Linked DNA regions of Cricetulus griseus: region 2 is linked to region 1. The links are chromatin contacts, called in public Micro-C maps. All regions are on one chromosome and are shown on one strand. Each heading gives the region's core, a stretch centred on a gene start, on an enhancer-like site or on the middle of the called end of the contact. The rest is flanking DNA. Distances are from core to core; before and after follow the strand shown. Region 1 overlaps Spen (msx2-interacting protein). Region 2 holds the start of Zbtb17 (zinc finger and BTB domain-containing protein 17).

What was found. Hi-C and Micro-C count contacts between places; a contact is called where the count stands out from the background.
Region 2: a contact with region 1 is called in a Micro-C map of the CHO-K1 cell line, with 2.3 times the contacts expected there. The contact joins the promoter of Zbtb17 here to the enhancer-like site in region 1. A contact is called at or near these places in 3 of 8 Hi-C or Micro-C datasets (the CHO-K1 cell line and liver).

What each region holds. Positions count from the first base shown.
Region 1 is chr2:11,747,798-11,754,271 of CriGri-PICRH-1.0, reverse strand. The region is part of intron 3 of Spen (msx2-interacting protein); the gene reads right to left. Among named protein-coding and RNA genes, the nearest start is that of Spen, 29 kb to the right of the region's middle. Within about 2 kb of position 2,636, at least 5 of the 6 cell types and tissues checked have open chromatin away from gene starts, as enhancers often do. A contact at or near this core is called in the CHO-K1 cell line, where this site is marked.
Region 2 is chr2:11,809,704-11,816,177 of CriGri-PICRH-1.0, reverse strand. It overlaps Zbtb17 (zinc finger and BTB domain-containing protein 17), which reads left to right and starts at 3,573. Exons shown (of 16, transcript XM_027399926.1): 1 at 3,573-3,722; 2 at 6,122-6,208.

The DNA of each region.
Region 1 (6,474 bases), core at 1,387-3,886:
TCATTACACTCCATGGTATGTTTAAGGGGTGTTTGAGATGTATAGCAAATACTTGTGAGTAGAGACTGAGGGAGCCTAGAGGTTAACATGACCTTGATAGGCTGGAGGGCAACACAGGTGTATGTTAATTGGACAGCCTTATGTCCTTCTGCCAGGGGTAAGGAAATGGCTCCTTTTGGTAGGTGAGAAGCAGCTTCATCATGCAATCCTCCTGTGGACCAGGTTCGGCTCATTTCTGAATATATGGACAGCCTTTTGGAGTTTGGGGAACTGGGAAGTTTCTTTTGGACTTGACAGAAGTCTGATGAGAAAGTGTTGTGTCAATAGCATCATAATGGGATTTGCTTATTTACTTCACTGTGTAGTGTATAATATCAACTAGAATGCTTAAAAGCCATGAACCAGGACAGCACACAGGTCAAATAGGACATGGGCAGATTTTTGTTTGGGGAGTTGTTTTTACTTTTTTTGCAGCAGTCTGTCCTAGTCATTGCTTTATTGCTGTGATGAAACATCATGACCAAGGCAACTTTAAAAAGGATGCATTTAATTGGGTGCTTGCTTAGTTTCAGAGCGTTAGTCCTTGGACATGGTGGGACTACACCCTGATCTGAAGGCAGAAAGCAAAGAGCAAAGAGTAGGCCTGTTGAAGGATTTTGAAATGTTCACGTCCACCCCCAGTGCCACATTCTCCAACCCGGCCACACCTAACCCTTCCCAAACAGTTGCACTAATCGGGGACTGAGCACTCAGACATATGAGTCTAGGGGAACCATTCCCATTCAAACCACTTAGTCTCACTAGGTAATCCTGGGGAGCCTCTGCCTTTTAGGTGCTAATTACAACCCACCTCTTTTTTTTTTCTTCTTCTTTAAATATTCAGGATCTCGCCGGGCGTTTAACCCCAGCACTCGGGAGGCAGAGGCAGGGCGGATCTCTGTGAGTTCGAGGCCAGCCTGGTCTACAAGGGCTAGTTCCAGGATAGGCTCCAAAGTTACACAGAGAAACCCTATCTCGAAAAACCAAAAAATAAAAAAATAAAAAAATAAAAAATAATTCAGGATCTCATCCAGTAGCTAGCTGGCTTTGAATGAGCACCTCCTCCCTTAGGCTCTTGAGTGCAGTGACTCCAGGTGTTGGTCATTATAGCCATTAAAGTGTGGGGTTTTTCAATGCAGATGAAATCCCAGCTGGGTATATCTGGTGTTGCCTGTATCGGTGTGCTGAGATTTTTGTCCTCTTCCAATTTAACCTTGGCACTGACTCTCCTTCCTACTCAGGACAAGAGAGAAGCTTGCTACTGCCTACTTCTGAACTGTATTTGGAAGCAGTGTCAGGCCCAAGAGGTCTGAAAGGCACTAAATTACCCATGAGACAGTGTAGTTTTTACAGCTTGGGGGGCACTGGTTTATTTTTAAGTGACTGAAAATTATAAGAAACATCAGCATAATACTGTTCCCTTTAAATGTGGCCAGTTCTTTAGAATTTTTACCCCCCCCCCAAAGCTATAGTGCAAAACAGCTGCAAGCACCATGACACAGCACATTCAAAAGCACTGTCCTTCCTGAGAATAAGCAAGGGGCACGGGACACCTCAGTGTTGAGTCTGTGGATGGTGGTTCTGAAGCAACACGGGTGTCTATCTCCCTCTAGTCCAGCCCAGCTCCAGTGCGTGTGCAGACACATGGTAAAAACCTCTACTGAAGACACTAGTCATCTCTTAAAACAACCTCACCTAACATTCTTCTCCATATCAAAATAAATTTTTAGCCAGGTGTGGTGACACAGAAGTGAGGTCAGGAGGCTGGAGAGGCGCTCTGTGGTAAGCAGCCCTAGCCTGAGGACCAGAGTTCAGATCCCAGGACAGATGTAACAAGCCAGGCATCCTGCAAACAGCCCCCCCACAGAGTTCAGGCGTGTCTGGAATACAGAGTGAAATTCTGTCTCAAGTAAAGGGGGAGGAGTCCTGGGGATGCAGGTTGGTGATAGAATCCTGCTCAGAAGCATAAAAATCTTAGCTTCCATTACCATTACTAAAAATAAAAAATGGCAGGGAATTACTAAATAAAAAGGTGAGAACCAGGTTTCTCACACCTACAGCCCACCACACAGGAAGTGGAGGAGGGACAGAATTTCTGGATCATCCTCCATAAAGTGGAGGCAAACCTAGGCTACTTTGAGACCTGGATATGGTAGCACCTTTAATCTCCGCACTTGGGAGACAGAGGCAAGTGGAGCTCTCTGAGTTCCAAGCCATCCTGGCCTACACAGTAAATTCCAGGACAGCCAGGGCTACATAGTGAGCGCGGCCGAGAGGGGGGTGGGGGGTGGGGGGTAAAAAAAATTCACATCAAAGTTAAAATCCACACAATATCAAAGCACAGATTTACCCCAACTTATTTTAATTCCTTTCAACCTAACAAACCAAAAGCAACTCCAGCACAAGCCAAGGGAAAAGGACTGAAAGCCCGACCAAGCTAAAAGCCAGTCACCGGCTTGCACCTCATCTGGGGGGCTCCGGACTGAGGCCTACAGCAGAGGAGAGGGGGCAAAGGGAGGACTGTAATGGGACAGCGGCCGCAGGCCCCGCCTCTAGGATCGCTGGACCCCGCCCCCGCGAGCACACCCACACCACACCCAGGTCACCAGGCCTGTGGCAGCCTCGGCTCCTAAGCCCATCAACGCCACAAAGGAGGCAAACGCTGGTGAAACAAGGAAGCCTCCAGGCGGTGGCAAAAAGCCAGCTCAAACCGGATAATTCCAGTTCAGGCTGGTTCTAGACACAAACAGTTCCTAGTTACCCAAACAAAACTCAACCCCGACACTGGGTTTTTTTTCTCCGGCGGCAGAGAAGACCTGGGCCAGCCCAGCACTGTTCCCAATGCAAGACCTATTCTTCTAGCCCTGGCACCACCAGAAGTCACACTTTTTCTTAAGTATTGACAGCGTTTCTGGGAAGCCATTTAGGAAACAAAGCTGCTCCCAGATTCCCACAGACAGAACCAGGCAGGCAGGCCGGCCCACCAAAACCATCGGTGAGCAGGCGCTTTTTCCGTCCCACCCCACCCCGCAGCCGGGCCGCGCTAGCGCTCACAGCCCTAAGACACAAAGCAACAACAAAGCAGGCTGCGGCCAAAAAGGGAACATTTGCAAAACAGGGCTCTGCAGCGACCTCTGCAGGCTGCCACCGTCGGGAGTGTACAAAACTCTATTCTTTCCTTACCTTTAAAAACAGTCGTGAAAACTACATGAAGCAGAGAATGTGCAAACATTCTTGCGGGGGGGGGGGCACAACAAAAGGTTTGGGAGACGTTTTAGGACACGAAGACTTGGTGTCCCTCAGCTCTGGCCACTGACTATCCGTTCTGATGACAACTTCCAGAAAACTCTCAATACCATGCTTCAAGGAGGCAGAATTAACTAGTGACTCTTAACTGGATTCCATCACAGACAACAAGCGGAAACCGCAAGCTAGAAATTTCATCTAATAGCTAGAAAGGCCCACAGGAAAGATCACAGTTTTTGCTCATAGCAGCTTTTCTTTGACACTTTTTTTTTTTTGGGGGGGGGCAGGGTTTCCCTGGCTGTCCTGGAACTCAGAGAGATCTATCTGCTTCTGCCTCCTGCATGCTGGGGTCGAAGCAAGCACAGCCACAGCCTGGCTGGCATCATTTTTGAACCCTTGGATAAGGCAATATAAGCACCTTACTTAGGCTTAAATCAGAGGGCAAATATTTGTATACTGGGTGAAAACAGAGCCACGAAAAAAATGAGGAAGCAGTCCTCTTAAAGAGTATGTACTGGTTAATGGCTGGAGCTTAGTGGGACAGCATGTGCAGGGCCCTGGGGTCGACACCCAGCACCACCCCAACTCCAGATCCTACACCTTTAATCTTTGACATTGGCTGCTTTAACACCCACAAATACATATTTTGTTTGTTATTACAAAAAAGCAATATAATTGCTGACTTTCACAAATTCACATGTACATATTTCTTTTTGCAACTGACAAGAGTCTGTTTTTAGTGGTCTCTTAACACAGACATCTTTCTCCATACCACTCAAACAGAGGGAGAAAAATAACCTTTCAATTTAAGCAACTCATCATCTTAATCTTTTTTTTTTTTTTTTTCCTTTTTGGATATAGGGTCTTACTATGTAGAACAGGCTGGCCCGCCTCTGCCTCCAGAATGCTGGGACTAAAGGTGTGCAAAACCACACCCAGCAAGAGACTTTTACTTAATGCACGAATGAAAGCTACTCCCTCTTGTGGTAGTTTCTAGTAAATAATATATTATCATAGCAAAGTGCCTAACCAAGTAATACAATGAGCACTCATACGAACCATAATAGTATGTATCTATGAAAATCCTGAACACAGGAGGTAGTGGGGCACTGCAAGAAAAAAAAAAAAAAAAAAAAAAAAAAAAAAAAAAAAAAAAAAAAAAAGGCGTGTTAGGGAGATGGCTCAGTGGGTAAAATGCTTGTCATGCAACTTGAGGGTCTTCTGCTTCCACCCCTAGAACTAGACATTACGCATGGGAGCCTGCATCTGGAATCCTTAAGGGCTGAGTAGTGGAGACAAGAGAAACCAGCACCTACTAAGGCTGGCTAGCTTGGCACGAGCAGTAAGGAACAAGAGACCTTGCCTTAAAGATGCAAGGCAAGGACAGATGCTCATCATGACAGGAATGTACCTGCCACGCACTCGCGCGCGCGCACGCACGCACACACACACACACAAGACTCTAAGAAGCATTCATTCTCCTAATTAACACCTAAAAAAAAGCACACTTACAAAAGCTAAAGGCAGGTGTCAACCAACACAGACCATGTAACCATGTAACCATGTAACCCCAGGGTTCCCTCACACTCTTTCAAATCCTGCAGGATGGCTGCAGTTGTGAGTGTTTCTATTTGAACTGGAGGGAAAACTGTCTTCACACTTAAATCGGTGAAATGCAAGAGTGAGCACCTTGTAAGGTTAAAGCTTCTTCTACAAAGCCGCCTCTCATCTGCACAGAACACTGAGGGGCAAGCACAGAACCAAGTGAAGCCTTGGTCCTCATAGGAAGCAAGAGCTTACTACACAGGGACATGTCTCATTCTGCAGGCCAGGTTGCCCTTGACCTTAAGCTGCCATGGCCTGCAAGGTACTAGGGTTACATTATGCTAACACTTTTGTTTATTGAAAAGGTCCTTTTTTCCATAACCTTTTTATTTCTACGGTCAAACCATTCAGAAGCCATAAATATATCTCAGAAGTAGAGCAAGGTCTTCACTTGAACCCCAACAGCAGGGTGTGGAGGGGTGAATCCAGAATTTATTCATTATTTTAATTTTTCTTTTTACATTTTACTCCAAATTTGGGTAAGATAAAATTTCCAATTTGTCTACCATTAGGGGAAAGCTTAGTAGCACTGTAGACAACTGTGGTTTTCATTTCAGACAGGGTCTCATGTAAGTGAAGATGGCCTTGAATGGTCCTGGGATTACAACATCACACAAGACCATGCCCACTGGCAGACAACTTTTAATATAATTTACTCAAAATTTTTATCTATAATAAGTACATTTACAAATATCCCTAGAAAAGAACCTTAAACAAAATTTTTCCAAGACAGCAAGATGGCTAAGAGTGTTAAAAGCAACTTGCCTCCAAACCTGACGACCCCCCATGGTAGAAAGGACACAACCTACACCCTGCAAGTTGTCCTCCAGCCTACACACACACACACACACACACACACAATTTAAAACAAATGTAAAGTGTTCTGAAGGAAAAATGGCCAGAGGTAACTAATGGTGCATACCTTTAATCTCAGCATTCAGGAGGCAGAGGGAGGTGAATATTTTAGTTCAAGGACAGCCTGATTTACAAAGCTTCCAAGACATGAGAGCAACACAGAGAAACCAGGTCTCCAAAAGCAAAAGGAAACACAAAAACAAACAAAAAAAAGAAAAAGAAAAAGAAAAAAAAAAGAAAGTGACACATTAAATGGCAGCTATGACAAAGAAAGGTACCTCCCGAAGCATAGGGAGTTTGTACAAAGGTCCTGTTTCTCACCAGCTAAGTGCTGTGAAAAGCTATGAGAAGCAGTAAATGCCTCATTCAGGAAGCTTGGACACCCACAATCACTCATCGAGTGCTCACTCACTTCAGGGGGCTGCTAGAGTCTTGTCACCAAAGCTGGGTCAATCACGGTGGGTCAAAGGTTGGCCTCCCAGTCATCCAAGGTGACAGAGAGAAATGGACAAGTTACACTGTGTCAATATACAATGTTAATTTTAAACAGCTCTAAGTAGCTTTTATGACTATTACATTTAAAAATCATCTAAAATGGGAGAGGGACTTTTTTGTTTATTTTAATTTGTTTGTTTGCAGTTTTGGTTTTCATTTTTTGGGCAGTGTTTTTGAGACAGGGTCTCACTATGTAGCCTCGCTGGCATGGAACTTTGATCTACAGATCAGATC
Region 2 (6,474 bases), core at 2,324-4,823, 61 kb before region 1:
GTTCTTGGTAATAACTGCTTGTGTCTCTGGTTAGTAAATGATTAGATGGTAAATGCTTGAATGGAAAGAAAGAATGCTAAAGTCTATGCAAAGTTTGAGGGTATAAGAAAGCATTCTAAGGTATGTAAAGGTGTGAGGATATGAGAGTTTGTGTGTCTGGCAGTACTGGTACTCACCCTTAATCCCAGCACTTGGGAGGCAGAGCTCTGTGAGTTCAAGGCCAGCCTGGTCTACAAAGTGAGTTTTAGGACAGCCAGGACTGTTACACAGAGAAACCCCATCTCGAAAAACCAAAAAATAAAAAGTTTATGTAAGTTCTGAGGTTCTAAGATATAAAGATCTGAGGATGTCAAAGCTTAAGTTCCTTCTGAGGGTCTCAGAAAATGATTTAAGTTGTAAAGTTATAAGTAAATGACTTAAGGTATATGAAAATGCAAAATATTTTGTATTTCTTTCCCTTTCTATGCTGTTGTTACACTAAGATTTCGAAAGTTCAAAGTTGGGATGGAGAGATGACTCAGAGGTTAAGAGCACTGACTGCTCTTCCAGAGATCCTGAGTTCAATTCCCAGCAACCACATAGTGGTTCACAACCATCTGTTATGAAATCTGGTGCCCTCTTCTGGTGTGCAGATATACATGGAAGCAGAATGTTGCATACATAATAAAATCTTTAAAAAAAAAAACCAAAAACACCCAAAAGTTCAAAGTTTTAACATTGATCAGTGGAGCTCTGATAAGCTACTGTTCAGTCAGAAGCTCAAGATTTTACATTTCTTTTGGTTGTCTTCTAGGTATAGATTTAAACATGTTTCTCACTGGGCTAAAGACATTTCTGTCCCATCTATATCTGGCTCTCTGGATAGAGGAAACAGGTTCATGCATTTAACACAAATCTATAGCTTTTGCTAGAACTAAAGGAGTGAGTCTACCCCAACTGTTTTACAGTCACATGTTACCTGCTTTTTCTACAGTGTAGATTTCAGTACAGATTGGCAATGCTAATACATCTAAAGCTTTTATGTCATTTTTTAAACTAAGAAATAGATCTGCTTCTCACAGGTCAAAAGGACTCCAGACAAACACAGTCCAAGTTTCCCTGCCTGTCTATTCCTGAGTAAGAGTGGTATTTCTCTCTCTCCTGGTCTTGGGACTCCTCCCCTTCCCTAATTACTAAGACTATGGGCCTGAAATTTCCAAATACAATATTTTCCTTTAAGTTTCTAAATTTTAACTTCTGTCCCCAGTCTACATCTGTCTCAGCAGCTTCCCATTTGACCCGCAGACACATCTAAGCATCAGCTGCTGACTACAACCTGCTCCAAACAGCTGGTAGCCCTGCACTTGCTGAAAGCTGATGGGGACCTGCCTAGTCCATGCCATTGCTCCCGGTCTCTTCAGCTGGGTAGTGAACCAGATGCTTCTGATGGAGGCCCCAGTAGCTGAATTCCCTCCTTGCCTTTGCCTAACATTCCAGCCTCCCTGGGCCCTGACAACAGAGTCCTAGTTTCAGCTTAAAGTACTTATAGAAGAGAGTGTAGTGCCCCTTGTTGCCCCGGCACTCGGGGCTCTGGTACTCCGTGAGTCCAAGGTGATCAGCCTGAAAATAATGGGCGGGAATGAAAGAGCGGGACCAAGCAGGTTTTCTTGTCAAGGTCCTTTTATTGATTATTACAAGGGTTTTTTAAAAGAGAAAGGAGGAAGTAGAGAAAAAAGGAGGTGGGGGGAGGAATGAGTGTTAATTGCTCTCAGGCAGGTATACGGAATCTCCTGTGTTTATCTCAAGCACTAAGAAAGTGGGGGAAGGAATAGGTGTTAGTTGCTTCTCTGGCCAGGTCCCCGGAACCTGAGGGGTGGATTGCTACACTAGCTGGAGGCTAGTTAGGCATGGGGGGTTGCCAAGGCTGGCTTCTGACACCTTGTCCCGCAATGGGCTGTAATGTTAGATCAAAAGGAAATCCCTGGCATAGAGGACAAAATAGCTACTTATAATGCCTATTGGCATGCTGGGAAAGGTACCAGTTAAAGCCAAGTAGAACCAGATCTACCAACAGAAGACTCATTAGCTGAAACAGTTCTGTAGTATGTGATAGGGCACTCAATCTGTTCTTTGTAAAACACAAAGGTTATTGTGTAGCTTTAATGAATCATTAGAAATAACTTGGCTGTACTAAAAAAAATCATTGCAAAAAAAAAAAAAAGAAGAAAAAAGCTGACCTCAGATTAAGTAAATACCTGTCCCCATTCTCATTTTCTGGTTCCTTCAGCGATCACAGGGCCTTTGGACCTTCTGTTTCTGCTAATTGCCATAGGCTCTTGCATCTTTGATGCCTAACTAAGCGATAATTCCTGTCTGGTTACCATTAAGCTGATGGTTCTTAGATCCCAATATAAAGAGGTACACATTACAGAGTCAAAGGAGCGGCGGGGGTGGGGGGGGCATGTGAGAGCCAAAGTTTTTTTTTTTTTTTTTTTTTTTTTGGTTTTTCGAGACCTGTGTAGCTTTGGAGCCTATCCTGGCACTCCCTCTGGAGACCAGGCTGGTCTCGAACTCAGAGATCTGCCTGCCCAGTCTGCCTCCCAAGTGCTGGGATTAAAGGCATGCCCCACCAACGCCGGGGCCCAAAGTTACATTTTAAGTTTTAATTATTATGCCATAGAGATCCAGGAAACAAAAATGCCTTTGATCTGCAAGTCACTTGCCCAAAGACAGATAGCTCCTGAAATGCTGGAGGCTGTTATGGGCGATAACAAGCCACTCCCCTAAACAAGTTTGTTTGACCCGTCTGCACCAGATGGGCTTGATCACTGTGGGCAGGAGGTAAGCAGACAGGAAATATGTCAGGATGTATGCTTGCTCCTGTTTGAACCTGATGGGCGATGCAATGAATTATGGGGTTTCCTTGCTAAGCCCTTGCCATACTTAATTCTGGGCCATTTCCCAGGAACCTGGCTATGAACTTGGCCGGAGTCCATCCACCTGGCCAGTATTTAAAGCTTAGTTCAAATTTGTCTTTTAACCGTGGTAGTGGTCTTATTCTCGATCAGTGGGATTAACACCATGCCTAGATGATATTATTATTATTATTATTATTATTATTATTATTATTAAGCTCTACTTATTTTATGTGGATGAGTATTTCGTGTACTGGTACCTCTGTGCAGTCACCATGTGCATGCCTAGAGTCACCTACCCGGTCCAAATTGCTGCTGATCCCCAGTACTGCAAAAATATTACCAAAACCATAATGGGAGCCACAACTTGGTTCCCATCTCTGCTCTGTCACGAAGATGTGCGAGCGAGTATGTGCAGTTTACTTCACCCTCTTTGCACCCCAAGTTTTCACTCTTCAAAAAAAGAGGAGAAATAACACGGCTTTACGGTGTGAGGAACGAGCGAGACCATAAACACGGTGTCTGGACCGCAGGAAGTGCAGCTGCGGATCTACTGGGAGCGGAAAAACCAAGACAAGAGTTTAAATGGGGACAGTCCCAGAAGTACACTAACGAACTTTCGGGCCGGCCAGGCGCATGCGCCCGTTGGCGGTCGCGCACGTAGTGCGAGCGCTGGGCAAGCGACGGAAGTCACAGCCGGGAAGCCAGCGAGGTCGGTTCCGCCCGGCTCTAACATGGCGGCGCCCTTTGTCTGCTGGGAAGCGCTGTCCCGGGCCTTCTCGCGGCCGTGATGCACCTCCCTCTGTGGTGGGCTTCGGGACATGGCAGGTGAGGCTGGGCCAGCGCCGGCGGCCGCGGCGTCCCCGGAGGCGGGACGGAGGCGGCAGCGGGCGGGCGGGGACTCGGGAGATGCCGGGACGGTTGTGTGGGGGAGGGGAGGCCCGGGCGGAGGGCGCCGCGGGGCCGGGAGCGACAGGAGCGGCCCGGAGCGGTGACCGTGCACCCGCGCTGCCGAGGGGGCGCGAGTCGCCTCCGGGACCGGGTGACACCGCGGCTGGTGGCATCTCCGCCCCCGCCGCCGGGCTGTCACCGCCCCTTGACCCCGCGCGCCGGCCGGCCGCGGCGGGTGGGCGTGCTGCGGCCGCGTGGGGCGAAGTGCGGGGCGGCGCGGGGCGGCGGCGGCGGCGGCGGCCGGGGCGAGCTGCGCTGCGGGAGAGGGCGGGCACCGCCCCCACCGTAGGCCATTCATTCATTCCCGCAGCCGTCCAGCCGTCCACCCCGTCTCCCTCCCCCTCTCCGCCCCTGACAGACAGATCGGAGGACAGACTCGGTCCGCTAGTGGGACCAAGCGGAGACGCTACCTCAGTTTCCTCATCCTTAAAGCAGGGCTTGTAATAAAACCTGTCTCCTAAGGTTGTGTGATAGGTTACATGAGGCAGTAGGTGTCCGGGTGTGTGTGTGTGTGCCTACGGTTAGAGAGTGAGTGGCCAGAAAGTCCCCTGCTGTTAATTTGTGTCATCGCCATTCAGAGAGCCAAGACTCACGTGGGAGAGAGAAACAGGCTTTTCCGATGTCACTGCGCTGCAGGACAGGAGTCCCGTTCTCCCAGGAAGCGGAGTCTAAAGGATACTTAGGGGAGTGAGGCAGAAGGGTGGTATGTCCTTAGTGGAAGGTGTTGCCTGGGACAATGCTCACACTCCTCTTCCTCTAGCAGACACGTTCAGTAAGAGCCTCTGCCTAAAAGTCTTGGGATGTTGCAAAGTTGAGCACTTTTAACTTTTAGGTTAATGGGAAGGCATTTAAGAACCCGGGAAAGATCTCTGAGCAAGTTGAAGAGTGAGACTGAAGTCACGAGATTGCCAGACTGCCGGGCTGTGCTGGCACAAGCCTTTAAATCTGGGCACTTGGGAGGCAGAGGCAGGCAGATCTCAGAGTTCAAGGCCAGCCTTGTCTACAGAGCAGAGTTCCAGGAAACACCCCAAAGCTACAGAGACAAACCCTGTCTCAAACAAACAAACAAACAAACAAACAAGACTTTGCCAAGCTAAGTGAGTTGTAAGGGTGGCTTTGTTGGGGACAGATAATTCTGGGGATAGAATTGGTAAAACCAGCCGGGCGTTGGTGGCGCACGCCTTTAATCCCAGCACTCGGGAGGCAGAGGCAGACGGATCTCTGAGTTTGAGGCCAGCTTGGTCTCCAGAGTGAGTGCCAGGATAGGTTCCAGAGCTACACAGAGAAACCCTGTCTCGAAAAACCAAAAACAAAAAAATTGATAAAACCTGGTGATAACTCCAAGGAGAAGGCACAGGATTGCCCCCTTTCTTCCTAAAATTGTGTGTGTTTGGGGTCAGAGGACAATGTGTCAAGAGTTGATTTGGTTCTCATTCTGCAACTCATTAAGTCAGGCTCTCTCTTGTTTCTGCTGTATAGTTTATTATAGGCTAGCTACCCAAGCATCCTGTCCTCTCTCCCTGGGAGAGCTGAGGTTACAGCTGTGTCCCACTGCATTGTGGCTTCTGGGTAATCAAACTCAGGTTGTCAGGCTTACCCAACAAAGCAAGCACTTTTGCCTGCTAAGCCAAGTCCCTGGTGCTGTCCCCTGTCCTTGGCTGGTGGATGTTGGCATTGCTGGGTGTGGTAGGAAGCAGGACAAGGAACACATTTAACAAGAGGAAGGATTTTAGTTTTAAATGAGTTGGAAATATGTGCCCAAGGAACAGTCAAGTAAGCCTGGGATGGTGGAGCATGCCTAGAATCCCAGCATTAGGGACGGAATCTCGACAGTTCAACTCACCATATAGCCTGTGCTATATTGCAAGTTTCCGGTCAGCCTGAGCTATGGAGTGAGACCCTGTCTGGTGGTGACTTTACCACTGTCATTCACAGAAAGTCTCCTAGGTGAGGGTATGTATGGGATGAGAATCAGTGTTGTGAACCTCTCAGGAAAGTCTATGCTACACTCAGCTGGGCAGATCGTCAGCACTGGCTGGGCGTGTCTCCGGAAGGAGTTCCTGAGTGTGGAGCCTGGGACCCTGGTCATTCATCTTGCTTCCCTGGACCAACACAGTCTTCTATAGCAGGTCAACAGTAATTCATTTTACCATTTTGCCAGGCTCTGTAGTTTGCTCTGCACTTGCCTGACTGATGGGTGAGAGGAGGAGCTAGCCCTGGAGAGCCAGTGGTCTCATGTCCTCATTGGAACTTGTACTTGGGTATCTTTGATTCAGGTGATGTGCTGGAGGAGGGGAGTCGAGCTGGAGTTCCTACAGGCACACTGTCTGAAAAGAGAGCCCCCGGCTTCTTGGAGATCTGAGGTATGTCTGTAATACTGAAGGGTGGAAGCTGTCTGCAGAAGACAGCTTTTTTGTTTGTTTTGTTTTGTTTTCTAGGCAGGGCTTCTCTGTGTCACCTGATCAGGCTGGCCTCAAACTCATAGAGATCCACCTGCCTCTGCCTCCTGAGTGCTGAGAATAAAGACGTGTGCCACCACTGCCCGGCTGAGAATGCTTGTTTTTAGTCCTCATCTACACTCAGCTTGGTTCAGATCACTGTTTCAAGACTTTTTTCTTTAAACGTAATA